Linked DNA regions of Canis lupus: region 1 is linked to region 2. A link is a contact called in public Hi-C data. All regions are on one chromosome and are shown on one strand. Each heading gives the region's core, a stretch centred on a gene start, on an enhancer-like site or on the middle of the called end of the contact. The rest is flanking DNA. Distances are from core to core; before and after follow the strand shown. Region 1 holds the start of CDK17 (cyclin-dependent kinase 17). Region 2 holds the start of LOC119877037 (40S ribosomal protein S24-like).

The links. A called contact is a pair of places that touch in the nucleus more often than the background predicts.
Region 1: a Hi-C map of blood shows a contact between it and region 2, with 3 times the contacts expected there. The contact joins the promoter of CDK17 here to the promoter of LOC119877037 in region 2. A contact is called at or near these places in 3 of 9 Hi-C or Micro-C datasets (amygdala and blood).

Annotation. Positions count from the first base shown.
Region 1 is chr15:36,425,344-36,430,226 of UU_Cfam_GSD_1.0, reverse strand. CDK17 (cyclin-dependent kinase 17) reads left to right here and starts at 2,530. Exons shown (of 17, transcript XM_038558706.1): 1 at 2,530-2,668. It overlaps LOC106559785 (a long non-coding RNA gene), which reads right to left and starts at 1,946. Exons shown (of 2, transcript XR_005370577.1): 1 at 1,825-1,946; 2 at 28-1,548.
Region 2 is chr15:36,132,728-36,137,762 of UU_Cfam_GSD_1.0, reverse strand. LOC119877037 (40S ribosomal protein S24-like) reads left to right here and starts at 3,061. Exons shown (of 1, transcript XM_038558702.1): 1 at 3,061-3,587. The coding sequence starts at 3,061. The coding sequence ends at 3,453. It overlaps LOC119877038 (a long non-coding RNA gene), which reads right to left. Exons shown (of 7, transcript XR_005370572.1): 2 at 980-1,239. It overlaps LOC111090047 (a long non-coding RNA gene), which reads left to right. Exons shown (of 5, transcript XR_005370570.1): 5 at 998-1,532.

The DNA of each region.
Region 1 (4,883 bases), core at 1,281-3,780, 290 kb before region 2:
AATAAATAAATCTATACAATCATTACCTAAGTTTTAATTATGAAATGTTTATTATGGTAATAAAAGATATAGGAAGAAAAAAGGGTGCTCTTTAGCAGCTTCAGTTGAGGCAATCAGGACAATCTTTGGCTTTCTAAAGGAGTAATTCCAATCTAATAAAATAAAAGAGGAATTATTGATTTGAAACTCAGGATGTTGTTTTGTAGATTCGCTTTTTAAAAATATTTTATTTATTTATTTGACACAGAGAGAGAGAGAGAGAGAGCACAAGCAGGGGGAGTGCAAAAGGGAGAAGCAAGCTCCCGCTAAGCAGGAAGCCAGATGTGGGGCTCAATCCTGGGTCCAGAGATCATGACTTGAGCTGAAAGCAGATACTTTGACTGAGGGACCCAGGTACCCCTTGTAGATTAATTTTTATTACGATTTTTAAAATGATTTAAAAAATATTTTATTTATTCATTTGAGAGAATGAGCACGAGGGAACGCAAGCAGTGGAAAGGGAGAAGCAGCCTGCCCCAGGCGCCCCATGATTTTTAATATATACTAAGGGATCGAAAAAGGACAATTATTTTTTAAAAATAAGACAAGTATGTGAAAGATGCTTGGCATGTAAGCATGCCTTATATAAATACTAATTTTTCTAGTTCTCTAAAAGACCTCTAAAAATGATGCTATGTAATAGTGATGCTATATTCTTGGCATGTTACAAGTTCTCCAACTTGGACAAATTGACAAAGCATCATTAACTTTTTTTTTTTTTTAAGCACACTTGTTCTAAAGGAAAGCTTGTGTTCTATATTTGCATTTGTATAGAAATGATAAGCTAGTGTTAAATATGTGCAGAGCATAAATGTTGCTTATTTATGGATCCTGGTTAATTTTAGAGGCACGGAAATCGGATTGAAATGTATGACTTTTTTGGGTTATTACAATAGATACATTCAACTTTGCCCAACAAAATGAGAGAAAGAAATCCAGAGGCATTATTTTTAGAGGGAAAGGATTCGTCCAGGAATCCAAGAAGATAATTAGCAGAAGTCCTTAGGACATTTGAAATTGCATTAAAAATCTACGAAGACTATTTCTGAGTATTAAAATGGAAAAATATTTATATCTCACTTTAGCAGATTTTTTATGTGGTTTAAAATTTTTTCTTGTTTAGGTTGTCCACATCCGGTCCCCACTCTTGTCTTTTCTATCCTCTCATTATCTCCCTCTAGGGGTTTGTTTTTACTTTCTGCTTTTATCCTTATTAGTGGGAAAAAATGGGTCAGTATTACTTTAGTTTGTCTTCACTTTCACTCTGCTGTTCATTCCTGAACCAGCTTTTAGCCTCTGAGAAAAGAACAAAGTAAAAACATTCACAGAAACTGGGCCAACCTCTTGGCGCCCCCTCCCCCCAAGAAAACAAAACCTAACCAAGGGCAACAGAAGTTCTTCTCCGCTCTCCTATAGCACCTTGTATTTCCTTTCTCATAAAATTCAGAATTTCATTATAACCGTTTACTGAACATCTCTCACCCCAGCTCGACGCAGTCCTTTGAGGACCTAGGGCATTGCCAAGAAGATATAAAAAGGTGAAATGAACAAACGCTGCCTGCGTGCGGGAATGACTGCTGCACAGCTGCCCACCCAGGCACCCACAATAGAGGAGCAAAGGGGCCAACAACAGGCTCAGGTGTGGGCCCTTTTCTCCAGAAAACCTTTTGGTAGAGAACTGCGGCACTGGTATCTTCATTACATAATTACTTGGGTAATTTAAGCAAGAGTTTTTGTTTCGTTGGGGAGGGGGGGGGTGGGAGGAGGATGAAGGGGCCGAATTACCGGGGTAATCTCGTTCCCGATGCCCGCGGAGTGGCTCTACCGAACCTTCTCGCCCTCTCACCTCCCTCCCGCGGCTCCAGGAGCTCGGCCGCCGGGAGCAGGGCCCCCACCCCCGGGCGGGGGGTTTCCCGGGGATACCCCGCCCCGCCCCGCCCTCCGGGCCCCGCCCCGGCCCCGCCCCCGGCCCGCCGGCCCCGCCCCGCGGCCGCCGCCAGCAGGGGTCGCGCTGCCCGCCGCGAGCCGCTCAGGCGGGGGTGGGGGAAGCTCCCGCGGCGGGTCGCTTTTCTCCGCTGCTGCTGGTTGGATCGTTTCAATAAAAGTCTTTTTTCTCGCTCGCTCGCTCGCTCGCTCGCTCTCCTCCGGGGAACAGGCGGAGGCGTCAATCCGCAGTCGCCGAGCGAGAAAGCGACGCACACGCAGCGAACGGGAGCGGCCGCCCGCGGTCTCCCGAGCTCCTCCGGGTCCGGCCGCAGAGAAGAAGGAGCCCCGGTCCGGGCGGGCCGCCTCAGCCGAGCGCCGGCACCTCCCTGCCCGGCCTCGCTCCCGCCCGGGCCCCTCCGAGGGGATTAGTGGGCTGCCCGCGCGGCCCGGCGGCCCGGCGGCCCGGCGGCCCGGGAGCCATGTTGTCCGGGGGGCTCGGCAACGCGTGAGGCACCCGCGGCCCCTCCCGAAGGCTCCGGACCCGGGCGAGGGCCGGAAGGCGGCAGCGGAGGCCTGCGCCTCGGAGGCGCCGTGGGTCCCCCGCCGGCCGCTGGGACCCGGACCTGCATCCGGTCGCCGCGGGCGTCGGCGGAGCCGCTCACCCTCCGCGCCTCGCCTGGAGACGCGGCCCCCGCGCTCGCTGGTGAGTTGGCGGCTGGCGACCGCGCGGGGCTCTCCCTGCCGCCCGGCGGACCCTCGCGAGCCCCGCGGGGCGGGAGGGCGGCCGTGGCGGGGCGCCGCGGGCTCAGGCCCGGCCGGGAAGTTGAGAGAGGCAGGCGCGGCCGGGGGGGCTCGCGGGTGCCGGTGGCCCCCGGCCCCGCGCGCGATCCCCGGGGCGCCGGGGCATTTCCGGGGCTGGGCTGGGCTGGGCTGGGCTGTGGGGAGGTGACGGGCTCCTTCGCGGAGGCGCGCGCGGTCGCCGCCACCCCCGGGGCTCGCTGCCCACCTGGACCCCGGGGGAGGCGGGGGGGCGCGAGGAGGCCGAAAGTCCCCCGAGACACAGATTCCCCCCGGCGGGGGCGGGGGCGGGGGCGGGGCCGCGGGGAAGGAAGGGCGCGAGGCTGCGGGAGGTGGGCGACGAGGCGGAGGCGGCGGCGGCGGCGGCGGCGGCGGCGGCCGCGGCGCTCCCAGCTCCTTGGAGACGCGGGGGGTGTGAGCGGGTGGCGGGCGCGGGGGAGGAGCGGGAGCCCGCGCGTGGGGAGCCGCCGAGACAAAGCTGAGCGCGGCCTCCCGCCGGCGGGTCACACCCCTGAGCGCGGGGCCGCGGCGGAGGGGCCGCGAGTGCGGGAAACCCGGGGAGCCGGCGGGGAGGGGGCCTGGGCAGCCGCCCGGGGTTGTCGTCTCCGTGGCAGTTGCTTTTCTCAGCGTTTTTGTGGCCGGTGCCTTCGCTCCCCAAGTCCGCGGGCTGGCCCCGGGTCCCCCGCCCCCCGCCCCTCGCCGCCGCGTGCCCCCCCCCCCCCCCCGCGTTCTCTCCCCACCGTTCTCTGCCCACTTCTCACCCACTCCTTTTTCGGGTAAGCAGTGTTTTGCCTCCAGCCTGCGGGGAGCGTGAGCTAATGACAGGATGCCTGAGCTCGCTCTGACCCTGAACTGCCTTGAACTCCTCTCCCTCCCTCCCACCCTTTCCTTTCTGGGCTCCTGTAATGTCACATGGCCGCTAACAATTAGCTTTTCTTTCAAAAACGGCAGAAGCGTAGCCGAAACCCGTGGCGCTCCTCCGCCGTCTGTATTAATTCGTCCATCAGAGTCACGTCGTTGGTCATGGAGCTTTATCACCTCTCCGCCAAATTTTCTAGATAACAAAAGTGGCGAATTTTGTTTCGAGTCTCGGCTCTTCCTTAGGGTCAGCGGAGTGTATCCCCGGCAGCCAGACCTGCTGTCACTTATCAGTGACAGACAATGCTTTCCCCAAACTTTACGGATTCTTTCTTGAGTCTTTGTTGAGGGATTTCTTTCAAAAGGCGCTTGTGTAAGAAGGTCAAAGGAACACATTCGCGCTACTGTATTTTCGACTTGTTTTGTTGACCACCGGGCAGAGGAGAATAATGAATGGGGTTGGTTTTAAGACCTTTGATGCCTTGAGTTAACGAAAGCCTCTGTCGAAGCTAGAAATAGGTTCAAGCAAATTTTAAGAAGGAAAAAAAAATTTGCCGGCAGTAGTTTATTGGTTTTTTGTTTGTGGATGAAGTCGTATCAGTCTCTGTAATTCTAGCATCTGCATACTTAGATGTACGAGGGTTGTAACAAAAGAAAAAAAATGTGGCTATCTTTAGGGAATGGTCTTTTTATGATGGAGAATTTTGGAATATAAAAATATTATCGTTTTACCTGGTGGACTGTCTCCTAGGCCAGAAACACTAACAGTTTGAATGCTGGACCTCAAAGAAAATAGTTGAGTCTTTGAATTTAAGCTGTTTAAAAATATATATATGTATGTATGTATGTATGTATAGATATATATTTACAGCGAAAGGAAGGAGATACTGAATTATGAATGGAAAGAAATTAAAAGTAAAGCCTGTTTGATGTAGCGAAGTTACTATTGATATCATTCTAAAAACAGTCACATCTTGCTGCCATTCAAGTATTTGAAGCTATAAAAATTGTGAAGGGGATTTCAGCCTAGGGACCAGTCTCCGAACTGTGGGACTCCCTATCCCACCCTCACCACTTAACACTTTTCAGATATCCTTGTAAAATTAACAGGTTGTATCATTAATAATCAATGTTTTTATATAATACTTCTCAAAAGGCCAAAATAAAGGTACATTGTTTTTTTTTTTTTTTTTCCCCTGGGTATTTATTAGTGTTTAATTAGATTATTGAAGTTTAATTCTCTGAAGGAAATCTACTAAAAA
Region 2 (5,035 bases), core at 1,812-4,311:
GGGACTTGGCTCTTTTTTTAGGTGAGGTGATGGGAAGCAAAGAGGGGTCTTCTTCCTCTCTTCCGCTGGGTCCTGGAGTGGGTCGTAGGGTGCCGTTGCACATACATAACTTCCCACCATCTCCTACTGGGGTGTCCTCTTGGCTGGTGGTTAGATAACCAAGGAAAACTTCACCTCCCAGTTTCCATTTTACTCGGGGGCTTTGCCCTTAGCCTATGCTCCATTCCATTGTCCAGTAGCTGCCTGTCACCACATACTGAGTCGTCTGGGCCCCTGCACTCTTGGTCCTGTCCCTAGGATCTAGGAAGATCCAAATGTGTTGGTTAATAAAAGCTCTTGTTCTATGTGACGATCATGCTTACTTGCTTTACGTGAGCCTCTGATTATCTAACATTAACCTTTCAGCTGTGATAAACTAGCAGCAGTGGGGTATTTAGACAGGCAATAGCCACCTAGGAATATTAAATTAATCTAGTTGGCTGCTAAGAAGTTAACTAAAACACACAGATCCAGAAACACAGACTGGGGTAGCACTCAAGCTTTAATGTGACTACTGCTCCACCCCACTCTGTACCATTGCGGAATTCATTCTGTCTCGTGTCTGTCCCATTCCTTCAGTCTCACTCTTCAACCCAAGTCCCTTGATTACATCTCGTACCAGCTAAGTCATTGGCCTCTATAAAAATGTCCCTGCTCTAGACTCAGGTCCTCCAAAACACTCTTCAGCTAAATTCATTCAACAAATATTTATTGAGCATCTGCTGCTTCCCAAAGGATTGTGGTCTAGTCCACACTGGTATTATGAAATAGCTGTAGGTACAGAGTAGAACATAGCTACTGGTTCATATTCCTATGGATGCCAATGATAGGAAACTCCCACTGGCATAAGCCGACAAAGGGCATTCATTAGCCAATCAAGTCCAAAAGTATGGTGCAGTGTGACCCAAAGGCTCAAACAATGTCACCAGCCAACTCTCACCTTCATTCCTTTCTCCAGATCCTCAGTTTGGCTCTCTCCTCAGGGACACGGTGACAACAGAAGGCTTCCAGCAGCTCCAGACTTACAACGGAATCATGTGTGTCTCTCCATGAGCTCCCATCATGTCCCAGGATTCACTCTCATTAGCCAAACCTGGCTCACCTGGTCACCTCTGAACTGTGGCCTGAAGGAAGGCTCTGATCTGGCTGGTCTCAGGTTATTTGGAGCACCTCTGACATCGGGGAGGGGGAGCCACAGAACTGGTGACAGAGAATGTAGACAAGAAGCCGGGGAGATTTAAAAAGCAGCAGATATCTCAGACTGAATAAAACATAGGAAGAACATGGGAAGAAACAGGTGCGTGCCCACGTCTGCAGGAAGGGTTCACAGCAGAGGGTAAACCTGAGCGGACTCTTAGAAAGAAAGGGACAGGAATCTCCTGGTCAGGCAGGAGAAGGCGTGAGAATGGGAGGGAGGGGATCCCAGTGGTAAGAATGGCCTGTGTGATCACAAAAGAGAATGACCTATGTGCCCATCTTTTTGTACCCAGCAAAGAGCCTGATTCAAAGCCAGGCTCTGCAGCTCTAGGGCCTGGTCTGAATCCCAATTCTGAAACTTACTAGTTGGTAATCTTGGCTGGTTACTTAGTCTCAGGTTGCTTTATAACTTAGGCAACCTGGAACTTAACCAGGACAAGACTTGTGCCTCAGTTTCCCCATCTGCCAAATGGGAAAAGTAATAGTACCTGCCTCACAGGGTTGCTGTCAGGATTAATAGAAATGTGTAAAATAATAAAAGTCAGCTATGACAAGCCCACAGCTAACATAATACTCAATGATGAAATGCCAAAAACTTTTCCTTTAAGATCAGGAACAAGATTGCCCACTCTCACTACTTTTATTCAACATGGTATCAGAATTCATATTGTTAAAATCTCCATACTATCCAAGGCAAGCTACAGATTCAATGCAATCCCCACCAAAATTCCAATAGTATTTTTCACAGATATAGAACAAACTATTCTAAAATTTGTATGGACTCACAGAAGAACCCAAATAGCCAAAACAATCTTTAGAAAGAGAAACAAAGCTGGAAGCATCATGTTCCCTATTGCAAAGCATATTACGAGGGTATAGCAATCAAAGTAGTATGGTTCTGGCATGAAAACAGACACACAGATCATTGGGACAGAATAAAGACCCCCAAAATAAACCCAAGTATATATGGTCAATTAATTTAGGTCAAAGGGGCCTAGAATATACAATAGGGGAAAGGACAGTCTCTTCAATAAATAGTATTGGGAAAACTGAACAGCCACCTGCAAAAGAATGAAACTAGATCACCATCTCATACCATATATTATACCAAAAATTAACTCAAAATGAATTAAATACTTGAATGTAAGATCTGAAACCATAAACTCCTAGAAGAAAACATAGGCAGGAAGCTCCTTGACATCAGTCTTGGTGATTATTTTCTTTTAATTTGACACCAAAGACAAAGGCAACAAAAGCAAATAAATAAATGAGACTACATCAAACTATAAAGTTTCTGCACAGCAAAGGAAACCATCACCAAAATGAAACGGCACTCTACCAGATAGGAGAAAATATTTTCAAATCATATATCTAATAAGAGGTTAATATCTAAAATATATAAAGAATGCATACGGCACAACAGCAAAAAAAAAAAAAAACAAAAAAAAAAAACCTCATTAAAAAAATGGGCAAAGGATCCGAATACACATTTTTCCAAAGAGGACATACAGATGGCAACAGACACATGAAAAGATGCTCAACATCACTCATCATCAGAGAAATGCAAAACAAAAGCACACCAAATGCACACCAAAATCACAAGGAGCTATCACCTCACAACTATCAGAATGGCTAGCATCAAAAAGACAAGAAAGAACAAGTGCTGGTGAGGATGTAGAGAAAAAGAAACCCTTGAGCACCGTTGGTGGGGTTGCAAGTATGACGCAACCACTATAGCACTGCATGGAAGTTCCTCAAAAAAACTAGAACTACCATATAGTCATTCTCTTTTCTTCCTCGGCTGCTTGAAGCTTGGCCACCATCATGACTGACACAGTAACTATCCGTCCCCAGCAGCTCATGGCCAACCGACAACTCCAGAGGGAACAAATATTCATTGGCGTTCTTCACCCCAGAAAGCCAAAAGTACCTGAGACAGATATTCGGGAAAAACTAGCCAAAATGGACAAGACCACAACAGACGTCATCTTTGTGTTTGGATTCAGAACCTATTTGGGCGGTGGCAAGACAACTAGCTTTGGCATGATTTATGATTCATTGGCTTATGCAAAGAAAAATGAACTCAAACATAGACTTTCGAGACATGGCCTGTGTGAGCAGAAAAAGACCTCAAGAACACAGGAAAAGGAATGCAGGAACAGAATGAAGAAGGCCAAGGGAACTGCAAAAGCCAGTGTTGGTGCTGGCAACAAATGAGCTGGAGATTGAACAACAGAAGGAGTAAAGATTCTGCAGTGACTTTACCTGTGGTGATTGTGCAGATTTTTCCTGAGAGGATTAATAAAATAAGAACTTAAAGAGAGAAAGAGAGAGAGAGAGAGAGAACCATCATATGATTCAGCAATTCCACTTCTGGGTATTTATCCAAAGAAAATGAAAACACCAACTCAAAAAGATATAGGCACCCCCGTGTGCATTAAAGCATTATTTTCAACAGCCTGGATATGGAAACCACGGAACTGTCCATCAGTGGAAGGATGGATAAAGAAAATGTAGGGGGTGTGTGTGTGTGTGCGCACATGTGTATAATTCAGTCATAAAAAAAAGTAAAATCTTGCCATTTGCAACAACGGAGATGGACCTTGAAGATAAGTGCAATAAGTCAGGCAGAGAACGATAATTGCATATCATATGACCACACTTACATATGGAATAAAAAAAAGAATCCAAGCTTATAGTTACAGGGAACAGATTAGTGGCTGCCAGAGGTGGGGGTAGGGCGTGGGGCGGGGAACAAAATACATGAAGAGGGTCAAAAGGTACAAACGCCTAGTTATAAAATAAATAAGTTATGGGAATATAATACACAGCATGGTGACTATAGTTAATAATACTGTATCGCATATTTTAAATTTGCTAAAAGAGTACATCTTAAAAGTTCTCATCACAAGAAAAACATCTGTTAACTACGTGGGGTGACAGATGATCACTTCACAATATACACAAATATCAAGTCTTTATGTTGTGCACCTGAAATGCATTAAATGTTATTTGTTGATCATACCTCAAACTTTAAAAAAAAGTTTTTAAAATGCGTTACTGTGTCTAAAGCACCTAGAATAGGGCCTGTCACATAAAAAATGCTAAAATGAATTATTAAAGACAACAAAACTGTGCTATCCCTAGTTTAAAATAATGACCTACAATTTAGTGTAACTACAGATTTGGTTAATGAAAAAAATGACAACAAAAGAAAAACAAAACTTTACCTTGCTCATGATCATTTATACAGATAACATTATATATCATGTAGAGTCCCGTTCCTACTCATCCATAAGTCACCCTCTATCCAGTCATGCTGTTTGCAAGATGTTATCCCACAGTTCACAGTTTATAGGAAAAGTAGTTTCTCTTTCTGGCTTTTGTTTCCTAAGGTCTAATATTGCAAACTTATTTTAGCATAATGTTGCTCAGTTTAGCCCACCCAAGCCTCATGAGACAACCTGACCCCAACAACCAGGAAGAGAGAAACTGAACAGGATGTACACACAACCCACTCTACGTTGAGATCATTTTGTAAATGTTAGGCTCTGAAACTGGGTCAATGGTCTTGTTATTCCTAGTCTCCATGTGACATTTTCTTAATTAATTAATTAACATGTGCATGTGAGGGACTTTGGCCAGATAGGCTCATTGTATTTCATTCTTTGGAAACCCTCCAACCTCCACCTGTAAGAAACAATGACTTTTGAAGTGGTCTAGGCAAAAGGAAATATATCTTATTTGCAACATTTCATGCAGTGGGGTAAAGAAAGGAAATTAGAAAAAGGGATGTGGT